4 separate regions of the Mus musculus genome follow, and all the other regions are linked to region 2. A link is a contact called in public Hi-C data. All regions are on one chromosome and are shown on one strand. The core of a region is the stretch at or near the end of the contact, and the rest is flanking DNA. Distances in the headings are between cores, read along the strand shown.

Region 1 (2,700 bases), core at 4-2,503, 120 kb before region 2:
TTTCTCTTTCTCCATCTCTCTGTCTCTCTGTCTCTGTTTTTCTTTTTCCATCTCTCTGTCTCTCTCTGTTTCTCTATCTCTCTGTGACTCTGTTTCTCTCTGTATGTTTCTCTTTCTCTGTCTCTCTGTCTCTCTGTCTCTCTGTCTCTCTGTGTCTGTCTCTGTCTCTCTGTGTCTGTCTCTCTGTCTCTCTCTGTCTCTGTCTTTCTGTCTCTCTCTCTCTCTCTCTCTCTCTCTCTCTCTCACACACACACACACACACACACACACACACACATACACCACAAAGACATTTCAAAGAAAACTTCATTTTAACCCCAAAGAGTGAATTTCTGCTCCCCAAAGAGCAAATTGCCATGCAGCTTTCCCAGGACAGTGACGATGGCGACAGCCACTAGCTACTGTGCTTTTCATACGCTCGCCTTCTGGGCTCTGTGTCACGTGTCTTATAATTCATCATTAGCTGGCTTCTTCTTGTGATTCGCTTCTTTAGCGTCTTCTCTGAAGTCTCCAGGTTAGCTATTTTCAGAGCCCCGAAGCTGAGCAGTTGAGAGACGGTGTGGAAGCCACTGACTTCTACCTACACACATGATTATTTTACATGCCTCCCTTAGTGTGCAGTCAGCCTCTGTTCCCACAGCAACACACCCTCGGTCGGCTTCATCCAGCACTTTACAGAAGCTATTTTTATTGTATTTATTTATTTATAGGAGGTACACATGACACTGTACATGTGGGGGTCAGAAGACAACTTTGACATTTGATTATCTCTTCCCACCATGTGGGTCCTGGGGATTGAACTCAGGTCAGCAGGATTGGCTGCAGTTGCCTTTACCCCCTGAGCCATCTCTCTGGCCCTCTTCAGACCATTTTCAATGCAGAACCTGTCATCATTCTCCAGACAATGAGGTGCAGCAACTGTCTCCACAGCTGTCATGTTGAAGCAGGGGTCAAAGGTCACATGGGAGTGATTGACATGTGCAGCAGCCTCCTCAGCAAATGCCGCAACACTCCACTGTATGTAAGGGATGGGCATCCCAGATCCTGGTGCCCAGGGAGGTCTGGAGGCAAGCCCTGTGGTTGCTGAGAAGGGACTGAATATGTCATACACTACATCCCATTACACACATTGTATAGAATGTATAATGTAACACAGTGTGCTTGTCATACCACACATTTCCATGTGTGTGACATGCCACGCGGATGTCGCACACGGGAGCCCTGGCAACGGCAGGGAGAGAAAGCAGAATCCGGGTGTGCAGCCCAGCTAGGATCAGGTGTCTTACCATTAATAACTAGGCACAATTATGCAGGAATGTTTCCAAGGCTTTGAACAAACCCTGTTTACCTTCAGCCTTACAGAGCGAGGGGAGGGGCATCCAAGGGAATTTTAATCTTAGACTAGAGACTTATTTTTACCCTAAGATGGCTTGATGAGGGGTGGGTGGGGGCACGATTTAATCAGGAATGTACTTGGCATGCAAGCATGAGAAATGGAGTTCAGGTTTCCAGAACCTACCAAAAAGCCAGGTATGGTGGTACACATTTATAACCCAGTGCTGACGATGGGGAGATGGAAATGCCTGGAGTTCGCTGGTTAGCCTGACTGGTAAGCAAATGACAGACCCCATCTTAAAGGGAGCAAGAAACATCTAGAAAGAGGTCACCTGAGGTAGGTATCCTCAGTCTTATACATGTAGGGGCACATAGGTGTACCTCCTCCAACACACACACACAGACACACACACATACACAGATACACACACATACACAGATACATAGAGAGAGACAGACAGACAGATAGACATAGAGATACACACAGATACACAGAGACAAACAGACAGAGAGACACAGAGAGATACACATTCATACACAGATACATGCATATATACAGATACATGCATACATACATATATACACACAGAGATACACACAGAGAGAGACACAGATACACACATATACACAGATACACACACATACATAGATACACACAGAGATATACCCACACTCAGATACACACACACATACACAGACACAGAGAGATACACACACATATACACAGATACACACAAAGATATACAGATGCAATTACACACAGAAATACACAGATACACACAGACAGACAGACAGTCAGACAGACAGACAGACACCGAGATACACAGACACATACACAGATACACACAGAGAAACATACACACTCAGATATACACACATATACAGATACAGACACATACACAGATGCACACACACATACACAGATACACATAGAGAGAGACAGACACAGAGAGATACACAGATACACACAGAGATACATACACACTCCGACACACACATACACAGATACACACACACAGATACATACACAGTCAGACACACACATACACAGATACACACACATACACAGATACACACAGAAATACATACTCAGATACACACACAAACATACACACACACAGAGATACAGATACACACTTACACACAGAGACAGGCAGACAGACAGACAGACACACACACACACAAAATAGGTTCACTTGGAAGAGACACACAGAGCCAAGTGATGACCATTCCTGCTGTGCACAGATGCTGGGTCCCAGAACATCTGCAGGAGTGAGAGCCGGCGTCCTTTTTATTCACAGTGGGAACCCCGGAGCATATTGCTGCTGACCAGCAGGACTCTGAAAAGCTCTGCCTCACTCAGGC
Region 2 (2,700 bases), core at 83-2,582:
GAGAGAGATCTGTATGACTGACTTTGACGTTTCTGCCTCTGGCAGCCATTTATTGTCTTGTGAGGTAGACAATCGTCCAACTGTCAACAAACACACATCATCAACATCACAGCTACACATCATCATCTTCGCTGCACGTGCCAGAATTCCCATGGAGAGGCTGGGAGCTCCCCCAGCTCTGAGTACCCACCACACAGGGGCAGACAATCCTCCAGTGTCCCAGATAGAGAATCTGGTGAGCTGAATGACTGGCCCCATGAGAAACTGAGACAGAAGGAAGAATCTAGAGCCTGTGGGAAGCCAGTGGGGCAAGCCACTGTTTTTTGTCCAGAGCCTCAGTTTTCCCTCTGTAGAATGGGTGTCCACCCTGATCCTGTCTTACCGAATATGATGTCCTGGTGCCATTTCCAGTAGCCCTCCTCTGGTGTCACTGCAGCTCCCTGAAGATCCTATGGGGGAACCAAATTTCTGCCTATTGGACACAGAGTAAGGCAGATAGACACAAGATACGGTTGACTTGTGAGGCCAGATATCAGAAGAACCATCCCAGCCTCTGCCTCCCTCTTCTGGGTAGCTGCAGCCACTTCAGGACCCACCAGAGACGGATGCAGAGGCCTCCACCCACAGAAACTGCACGAGCTAATACCGAGTTATCGCTGCTTCCCGGTAACGAGTCTCAAGTCTCGGGGCTGTTTGTTTCACAGTTACAGACAGCTGACACACAGAGAGAAATGGATAGAAACACACCAAAATACGATCATCAATCCTTGGTATTTACTGTTCCTGGGTGCCAGCCAGACTCTGCTCATGATTTCTGCTCATTCCCTGGGTACACACCAACATAGAGTTGCTTCACAGATGAGCAAAGTGTGCCCAGAAACAGGGAGCTACTTGCCCAAGGGCACACAGCCTGATAGGGATGTTAGCAGGTCTATCAGTCTCTGAATTGCAGCACACTCTGCATTCCAAGCGAGGATATGGACTCCCCGCCACCACCACCCCCGCCCCCGCATTAGTGTTACCTTCTAATGGGGTGTTTTTCCCTGTGGGGAAGACATAAATGTCCGTGTGTCGGCAATCCTTCGGGGCAAGTCAGCAGAGACCTCAGCATCAGGGACTTCTCGGATGGTAGCAGGGAGCCACGTGCTGGAGAAAAGCCCAGACCCTGGAGGGAATCTCAGGAACTTAGCAAGGATGGCTGGGCTGCTGTCTGCCGGAGCCGCAGGGGTTAAAGAGAAAGGCTGGTTTGAAGAAATTCTCTAAGCTGGTGTTAGATCAGGAGGAGAAGGCAAAACGCTTGTAAATTCCACCCGGGGAATTGGGCCCCGAATCGGCTCACCTTTCGTGGACACCCCCGCAGCCCCCGCCCCGCCTGAGAGGACAGCTGACCTTTGGAGGGAAATAATGAAAAGAAGAAATTCCTTGGAGAAAATAATGTGTCCGGGCCTCAGTAATGAGATCGGCTCCTTTCATGTTGCCATGGCGACGGCAGTCATCTTATAATACAAACCCATGAATGGTCCGGGCGGGCAGCCTCACAGCCGAGGGGCCAGGGAGGGGGTTAGCCTCTTGCAGGCTGGGGTCAGGGGCCACCGGGCCTCATTTCCCCGAGATGCAGCCTGGCTCCGGGGTCTCCGGGGCTGGGGGCTTGGGCCTAGCTGACAGTTGCACCACAGCCCTGGGTTCACGGGAACTTTGCAGCCTGATGCTGGCGGCACCTTCTTGGCTAAGCAGCCGCTGCAACCCACATGCGGGGTTACTCTGCAGCTGCTGCCTAAGGGAGACACGGGAGCTTCACTGTCAGATCAGGAAACTGAGGCACAGGTCGCAAAATGAGCTCCTCCTGGTTCAGTTCTTAGGCCACAGCTATGTGTGGTCCAGACCACTGTTGGGCCGGGACCTCTCGGCAGCAGGGAAGTGGTTAGAGGCTGAAAAGATGCTCCTCTCAGACTGACAGGACTATGGAGGACCACCTGTGTGTGAAAACACACTGGGCTGGGCTAGCCTGGTGGCAGAGCACCATGTGACACTCATAAAACCCTGGGTTCCATCGCCCAGAGCCTCCCTATGATTGACATCTGACAAGTTACAGCTGCCGTTTGTCAGTGGAATGGGGCTGGAGAGCTCAGTGGTCACATAGATTTTTTTTTTTCTTGCAAGCATGAGAAGGCAGAATGGATGCCCAGAACCCAGGCAGGACCCAACGCAAGAACAAGGATTTGCCAGCCCAGGGATCTTGCCCAGTGATGGGAGGCAGAGACAGGAGGGTCCCTGGAAGTTCTATGGCCAGCTAGCTAGAGTACACACAGCACATAAGAGGACCTGTTAAAATAAGGTTGAGGGTGAGGATTGAGACCTGAGGTTGTCCACTGATCTCCACACCTATGCCACAGCACACTTACACACGTGAACACACACATCACACTCATATACATACATACATACATACATACATACATACATGTACGCAAATGTTTAAAGTGTGTGCATGTATGTAACAGCAGGAAGGATGGTGCACAGGGAAAAGTCTCTGTTAGAACTAAACCAAAGTACAGTGTAAGCCTCAGCAGCGTGGTGCCCACACCCCTGCGCTGCCCTGCACTTTGCGTGGGCGGTGCTCTTCCTTTAGGGTTGAGGGTACTCTGCCTAGATGGGTTATTGCAGCTCAAGGACACTGCGGGAGACAGAGAACACTGTCTG
Region 3 (2,700 bases), core at 100-2,599, 100 kb before region 2:
CACCACCCTATGACCTAATGGCAGGACTGGTCTCCAGGTGGGGAAACTGAGACTAATGGGTACAGGTGGAAATCAAGGCAAGATGGTTGACTGAGGCCAATAGGCACAAGTGGAAGTCAAGGCAAGATGGGTGACATACACTTGAGAGCAATGTTGCTGAGTCGCAGCAAGCCCTGACTTGGACCACAGTAGGACCACATCTCAGCAAAGGAAACTGAGGCAAAGAGGCAGCCCTTACTTAGTAGCTATCACCCAATCTCAGTCACTACCAAGCCATATCCCTGGCTTTCACCCAACCCAGGCAATCTCAGCTAGCAAGGGCCCTAGCTTCAAAAGGGTTCTCAGGCCCCCAGCCCTCCTGATGTGGATGGCAGCCAGAATCTGGGTGTCACCAGAATGTGGGTTGTAGGGAGACCCCATGTCTCCCCCAAATGGCCACACATCTTCTGGTGATCCCAGGAGCAGGAAGGAGTACTTCTGGGGGGGCAGTCCCTCAGTGTCTCCTGAGAGGGGGTGGAGGGGGGTCTCTTGAGATGGGGTGGAGGGGGGTCTCCTGAGATGGAGTGGAGGGGGTCTCCTGAGATGGGGGGTGGATATAGAAAGAGCAGAGACAAGCACAGAAAAGGAGACGAAAAAAATCTAGGGAGGAGAGACCTGCAGACAGAAGCAGACAGACAGAGAGCCTCACAGACAGAGAGACAGAAATAGATATGGAGAGAAGAGAAAAAGCAGACAGGGGAAGAATAAGAGACAGGAACAGCCAGAGACAAAGCAAGACAAGGAGAGAGACAGAGGCAGAGAAAGAAACATAAACGGGGAGACAGCTGAGGAGAAGTGACAGGGAATGTCAGAGCCAGACAGACACTGGCGTGGGACTCGGGGGATGGGGATGGGGGCACAGAGGCAAGAGGTGTGAGAAGGACAGAGGTGAGGCCTGGAAAAGCAGAACCAGTGCCCAGGATGTACAATGCAGGCTGCCAGGGGTGGGAGGTCTGTGTCTGATCTCAGAGAAGCCAGTACAGGAAAGCAATCAGAGGGAGGCTTGTGAGGAGGACTAGCCAGAGCAGAGAGGGAGGAGGGACGCAGGGTGGAGGCAAAGACTAGCCAGGACAGCAGCTGACTGAGGTCCCACCATCCTAGGGACCTCACCAGACTCCAGGATAGCAGCCCTCCAAGGTCCTCCCATTCTGTCTGTCCCCGTACCTGTGACCTCCCCGCTTGCCCCCGCCCTTGATGGCAGAGTTGGCCAGGGTCCAGGGCGGGTCAGGAAGCTGGCCCTCTTGGAGATGAGAAGATGCCCCTTTCTGCCCACTCAGTAGGCCCAGCAACCATTTGCATAAAACGATGTTCCTGCGAGGCATGCTAATGCATCCTGCTATTTTTGCCTCTCCTGGATGCTGGTTTGCATACATTTACATACCCTGGATGAATTAAGCTAGGATCATGTAAATGAACCCACTGGCTGGGGTGAGGGGTTCTGGGTTCCTGCCTCTGGAGGGTTCAGGCTGTCATAGTCTTCTCAGTGTAGACAGTGTCCTGGGGCTCCAGGACAGGTTGGCCAGGGTCAGACCTGTGCCTGTCCCTGATCCTGAGGCCAACACCGCCCGTATCAGGCTTAGGGCTACAAAATGAACTTTCAAAAAATTCATGTTCTATCTTTCCATGGCTTCCAGTGTGCTACAGTAAAGGTCAAGATTCTCCTGTGGCCATGGGACTAATACCTGCCAGGCCCCTAGATCTTTTCTGCCCTCCAGACAGCAGGAATGTGTGGCCAGAAGGTTTCTGCCTGCCACAAACCCTTTGCACGTGCAGCCCCAGTGAAATACGCTTCCCCTCTCTTCAATGCTAGTATTTAATCCGTCCTTCTCAGCCCAGGTCTCATACCAATCCCTCAGGAGACCTCCTCTGGCCTCATCATACTTAGGAACACACTTAGCCCTTGAAGCAGCTGCAAACCTTAAGGATTCGGTGTCTCTTCCTCTAGAGTATCAGAGCCTGGGGAGTATGGGGGACAGGTTTTCTTCATTACTGTCTACTTTAACTGTAACATCAGGTGTACACATTTTCTCAATTAACATTTCTCAAAGTCAGGCGCACGCCTTTAATCCCAGCACTTTGGAGGCAGAGGCACTGGGATCTGAGATTGAGACCACCCTGGTACAGACCGAGTTCCAAGACAGCAAGGGCTACACAGAGAAACCCTGTCTCGAAAGAAAACAGAAAAGAAAAAATTCTGGTGAAGAGATGGACAGTTGGGTGGATGGATGGATGGATGGATGGATGGATGGATGGATGGATGGATAAGTGGGTGAGTAGGTGAATGGATGGGTGGGTGGATGGATGGATGGACAGGTAGGTGGGTAGGTGAATAGATGGGTGGGTGGGGGGATGGGTAGATGCATGGATGGATGCATGGATGCATGGATAGATGGATGGATGGGTGGACAGATAGGTAAGAGGCTGGATGGAGGGATGGAGGGATGGATGGTGGGTAGGTAGATAGATAGATGAGTAGACAGATATACACATGCATGGGGCAGGCTCAGATAGTCAGCCCCTAGCCTGGTGTGCTCCAAACTCAAGGCCCATTGGTGCATGGGGCTTTTACACATCTGTGAACTGAACATGTTCACCATTCCAGGCATTGGGTTTAGTGTTCTGTACCTGTTATTTTTAACATCCCACCCACCCAAATCTATA
Region 4 (2,700 bases), core at 130-2,629, 130 kb after region 2:
GCACTCTCAGACAGCTAGCTACATGTCACCAACTCTGAGAGACCGAAGCCTGGAGGATGCTCCTGTGGCCCATGGAGGAGAGAAGCCATCCCTTCACTGCTTTGGGCACAAAACAGAGGGCCCTTCCTGCTCCACCAGCCCATACCACCTGTGTCTGCCCTCTGAGCCCCATCACAACGCCCAGGCAACAAGTGCAGATCCTGGGGGCTCAGGACTTAGCCACGAGGAGGAGGAGAGGACTTGAGGGAGATAGCCAGCTTTTGGCAAGGGGCTCCCACAGTTGAAAGTCCCTTGACACAAACAATACGGGTATCTGGAGAGAGCCAAGCCTTCGGACCTCTTACTAAGAAAGGGAAGGGTGTCTGTCGAGTTCAGGTGGGGCTCAGAAAGGAGTAATTGAAGAGACACACTAACAACAAAAACTGAACTGGCTCTGGCCTGACTGACCCTCCCAGGGATGCAGGGCCCCACAGCATAGCCATAGTGGGCCACATAGGTTGGCGGGGTACAGAGCACACCCTAAGCTGTAGATTTATCTACATCAGCTCAGCAATCTCTGCTCCCCTCCACTTAGGCAGAAGCGTCTCTCCCAGGGGGACACACTGGGCAGGGCTCTGCTTGTAAATCAGAATGAAACCAAATCCAAAGGGCAGGAGACATCCCACAAAGGGAACGTGAGTCTCGGGAACAGGCATCACAAAGCCACTCAATTTACTCTCCTCCCCTCTAGGATCTGTGCAGGACCGAAGAGTGTCTCAGCCTGAATTTGGCTGCCTCAATCCCTCCTCCCAGGGATGGATTCACTTAGGGATGCTATGCGAGGTGGAACTGAGGCACCCTGGCTGCCATCTGGGAGAACAGGGCCAGTAAGTCCCTTAGACAACTGGCAGACCCTCCCTTGTGCCCTTTGAGGGTCACAAGGCCACAGAGAAGGCAGAGGGCGCAACGGTAGCCTCAGTGAAGGAGAGGGTGCCCATGACACCAGCATCCAACTCACAACCCAGAAGGGACCAGAGGGACTGCTCCCAATGAGAGGAATGGAAGCTTAGTGAATGCTAAGGGCCAATCAGGAAAAGACCTCTCTCTGCAAGTTCTCAGGGAGCACAGAAAACTCCCCCGGTGTGTGAAGGCGCCTCCAGCTGCTCCATGTCACCAGTCGACACTGGCATGACCCTGCTACATCCACCCGGGGAGTGCTCCAGGACACAATCTTCCAAGATCTCCATAGGGATGGACAAATAGAAAAGAGGGAGGGAAAAGAATTTAAAGGGGGGGGGGGGGTTTCCAGGTACCCCTGTCCAGGCTTAAACAAAGCAAGAGCCTTCTAGAACACACGCCGAGTACAGGAAATGGGGGTTCTCTAGCAGGAAAAAGGTTTGCGCCCACCAGCACAGCATTTGCTGCGGAGGATGACACAGGTGTGTCACGGTGTGGCACACATGGTTTCCTTCAGATAACTTTTTTGAGGTTCCTTTGATCACCTTCCCCGGCCCCTTTCAATGAACCCTTTCCATTCTGAGTGCCACTAAGAAAGTACCAACCTAGACCCAAAAAGAAAAAAAAAAAAAAAAAAAAAAAAGAAAGAAAGAAAGAAAGAAAAAAAATATTGTAAAGAGTCTGCTCAGCCACGGAGGCCCCTCGTGGTGATGGTTAGGGCATCGGCTCCCGTGGGCTCAAGTCAGGGCGGCCACAAATGTCCCAAATCGGTTGGAGATATCAGAGTGCAGAGACCGCCAGGTGGGTACGGAGGTGCGGGCCTTGGGGTCACCATCTGTGCAGTGGACAGTCAGGCACTGCAGGTGGCTGCCGGGCTGGGTGGCTGAGGCCTTGTTGGTGGGGTGGTCATGGGCTGTGGAGAAAGAAGACACACGTTAGTGGCCACTGGAAGACCATGCAGGGGTGACAGCAGGGAGGGAGGGGTTGATGAGAGGTAGCCTTCTCCCATGGCTGGAGAGGTCCTCAGAAGTTTGGGCTGCGAAGATGATGTAAGAAAATGATGATGCAACCGCAATACACGGCACAGCATCCAGGTCTGTCACCCTCTGGGAAGCAGGGGATGATGGGATGACATCATGGTTTGTCCATCTCTGGTGGATAAAGACTAACCAGACACCAGGAGAGTGAGAAGTCCATCTAAAAAGCATACCGGAGGGCACACAGGGCTTTATAGAGACTCTGAAGAAGTGAGGTGTGTCTACTCCTTTAGACAGACACCTGCTGTGGGCCTACTACGCGCTTGTAACTTCCTTAGTTGATGACCTCCTAGCACACCCCAGGAGCTAAGAGTGGTCACCTCACTTTATATAGCTAAGAAAACTAAGATCCAGAGAGGGGAATGGTCTGCCTCGGGGGACATGGCTGACAGAACGGAGGAGGGGGTCAGAAGGGACAAGTGATGCAGAGGCCAGACTTCTCTGTGGCCACATCTCTGTAGCTTCTTTTCATCCAGAGGTTTCTGTCTCTCCTTAGGGTACAGGGAGTGGGCTCAGAAGGCATGACTTGGGGAGTGGGCTGGCAAGGAGAAGCCTATGGGGCACCCATCAATTTCTTTCACCCTCCCAGTCCTGCACTTCACAGACGAGGCATCTGTGGCCCAGAAAGGAACAGAAACTTTCCTGAACACATACAGCTCTAACTGAGACCCCGGTTCTAGCCCTACAAAGGAGCATAAATTGAGTTCTCTGAAAATGGATGATCCAG

The links. A called contact is a pair of places that touch in the nucleus more often than the background predicts.
Region 1: a Hi-C map of cortical neurons shows a contact between it and region 2, with 2.8 times the contacts expected there. The contact joins the enhancer-like site here to the promoter of C130026L21Rik in region 2. A contact is called at or near these places in 3 of 39 promoter capture datasets (hippocampal neurons, liver and stem cell-derived epiblast-like cells), 4 of 484 Hi-C or Micro-C datasets (cortical neurons, neurons and uterus) and 2 of 115 datasets of contacts at active chromatin or transcription factors (double positive thymocytes and forebrain).
Region 3: a contact with region 2 is called in a Hi-C map of cerebral cortex, with 2.4 times the contacts expected there. The contact joins the enhancer-like site here to the promoter of C130026L21Rik in region 2. A contact is called at or near these places in 9 of 39 promoter capture datasets (the 3T3-L1 cell line, cranial neural crest, embryonic stem cells and 5 more), 18 of 484 Hi-C or Micro-C datasets (brain, cerebral cortex, embryonic fibroblasts and 10 more) and 3 of 115 datasets of contacts at active chromatin or transcription factors (the SCID.adh cell line, embryonic hindbrain and neural progenitor cells).
Region 4: a Hi-C map of DN3 thymocytes shows a contact between it and region 2, with 3 times the contacts expected there. The contact joins the enhancer-like site here to the promoter of C130026L21Rik in region 2. A contact is called at or near these places in 4 of 39 promoter capture datasets (the 3T3-L1 cell line, hematopoietic stem and progenitor cells, hippocampal neurons and 1 more), 1 of 484 Hi-C or Micro-C datasets (DN3 thymocytes), 6 of 115 datasets of contacts at active chromatin or transcription factors (embryonic basal ganglia, embryonic hindbrain, embryonic midbrain and 3 more) and 1 of 9 other capture datasets (embryonic stem cells).

Annotation. Positions count from the first base shown.
Region 1 is chr5:111,702,339-111,705,038 of GRCm38.p6, reverse strand. No RefSeq gene overlaps it. Among named protein-coding and RNA genes, the nearest start is that of Gm36481, 4.0 kb to the left of the region's middle. Within about 2 kb of position 1,253, at least 19 of the 459 cell types and tissues checked have an H3K27ac peak or open chromatin away from gene starts, as enhancers often do. A contact at or near this core is called in cortical neurons, forebrain, hippocampal neurons and 1 more, where this site is marked.
Region 2 is chr5:111,580,193-111,582,892 of GRCm38.p6, reverse strand. C130026L21Rik (RIKEN cDNA C130026L21 gene) reads right to left here and starts at 1,332. Exons shown (of 4, transcript NR_015546.2): 1 at 1,023-1,332; 2 at 597-714; 3 at 383-472.
Region 3 is chr5:111,680,215-111,682,914 of GRCm38.p6, reverse strand. No RefSeq gene overlaps it. Among named protein-coding and RNA genes, the nearest start is that of Gm36434, 18 kb to the right of the region's middle. Within about 2 kb of position 1,349, at least 36 of the 459 cell types and tissues checked have an H3K27ac peak or open chromatin away from gene starts, as enhancers often do. A contact at or near this core is called in the SCID.adh cell line, brain, cerebral cortex and 3 more, where this site is marked.
Region 4 is chr5:111,453,765-111,456,464 of GRCm38.p6, reverse strand. It overlaps Mn1 (meningioma 1), which reads right to left. Exons shown (of 3, transcript NM_001081235.2): 3 at 1-1,849. The coding sequence ends at 1,674. Among named protein-coding and RNA genes, the nearest start is that of Gm42155, 13 kb to the left of the region's middle. Within about 2 kb of position 1,379, at least 10 of the 459 cell types and tissues checked have an H3K27ac peak or open chromatin away from gene starts, as enhancers often do. A contact at or near this core is called in DN3 thymocytes, where this site is marked.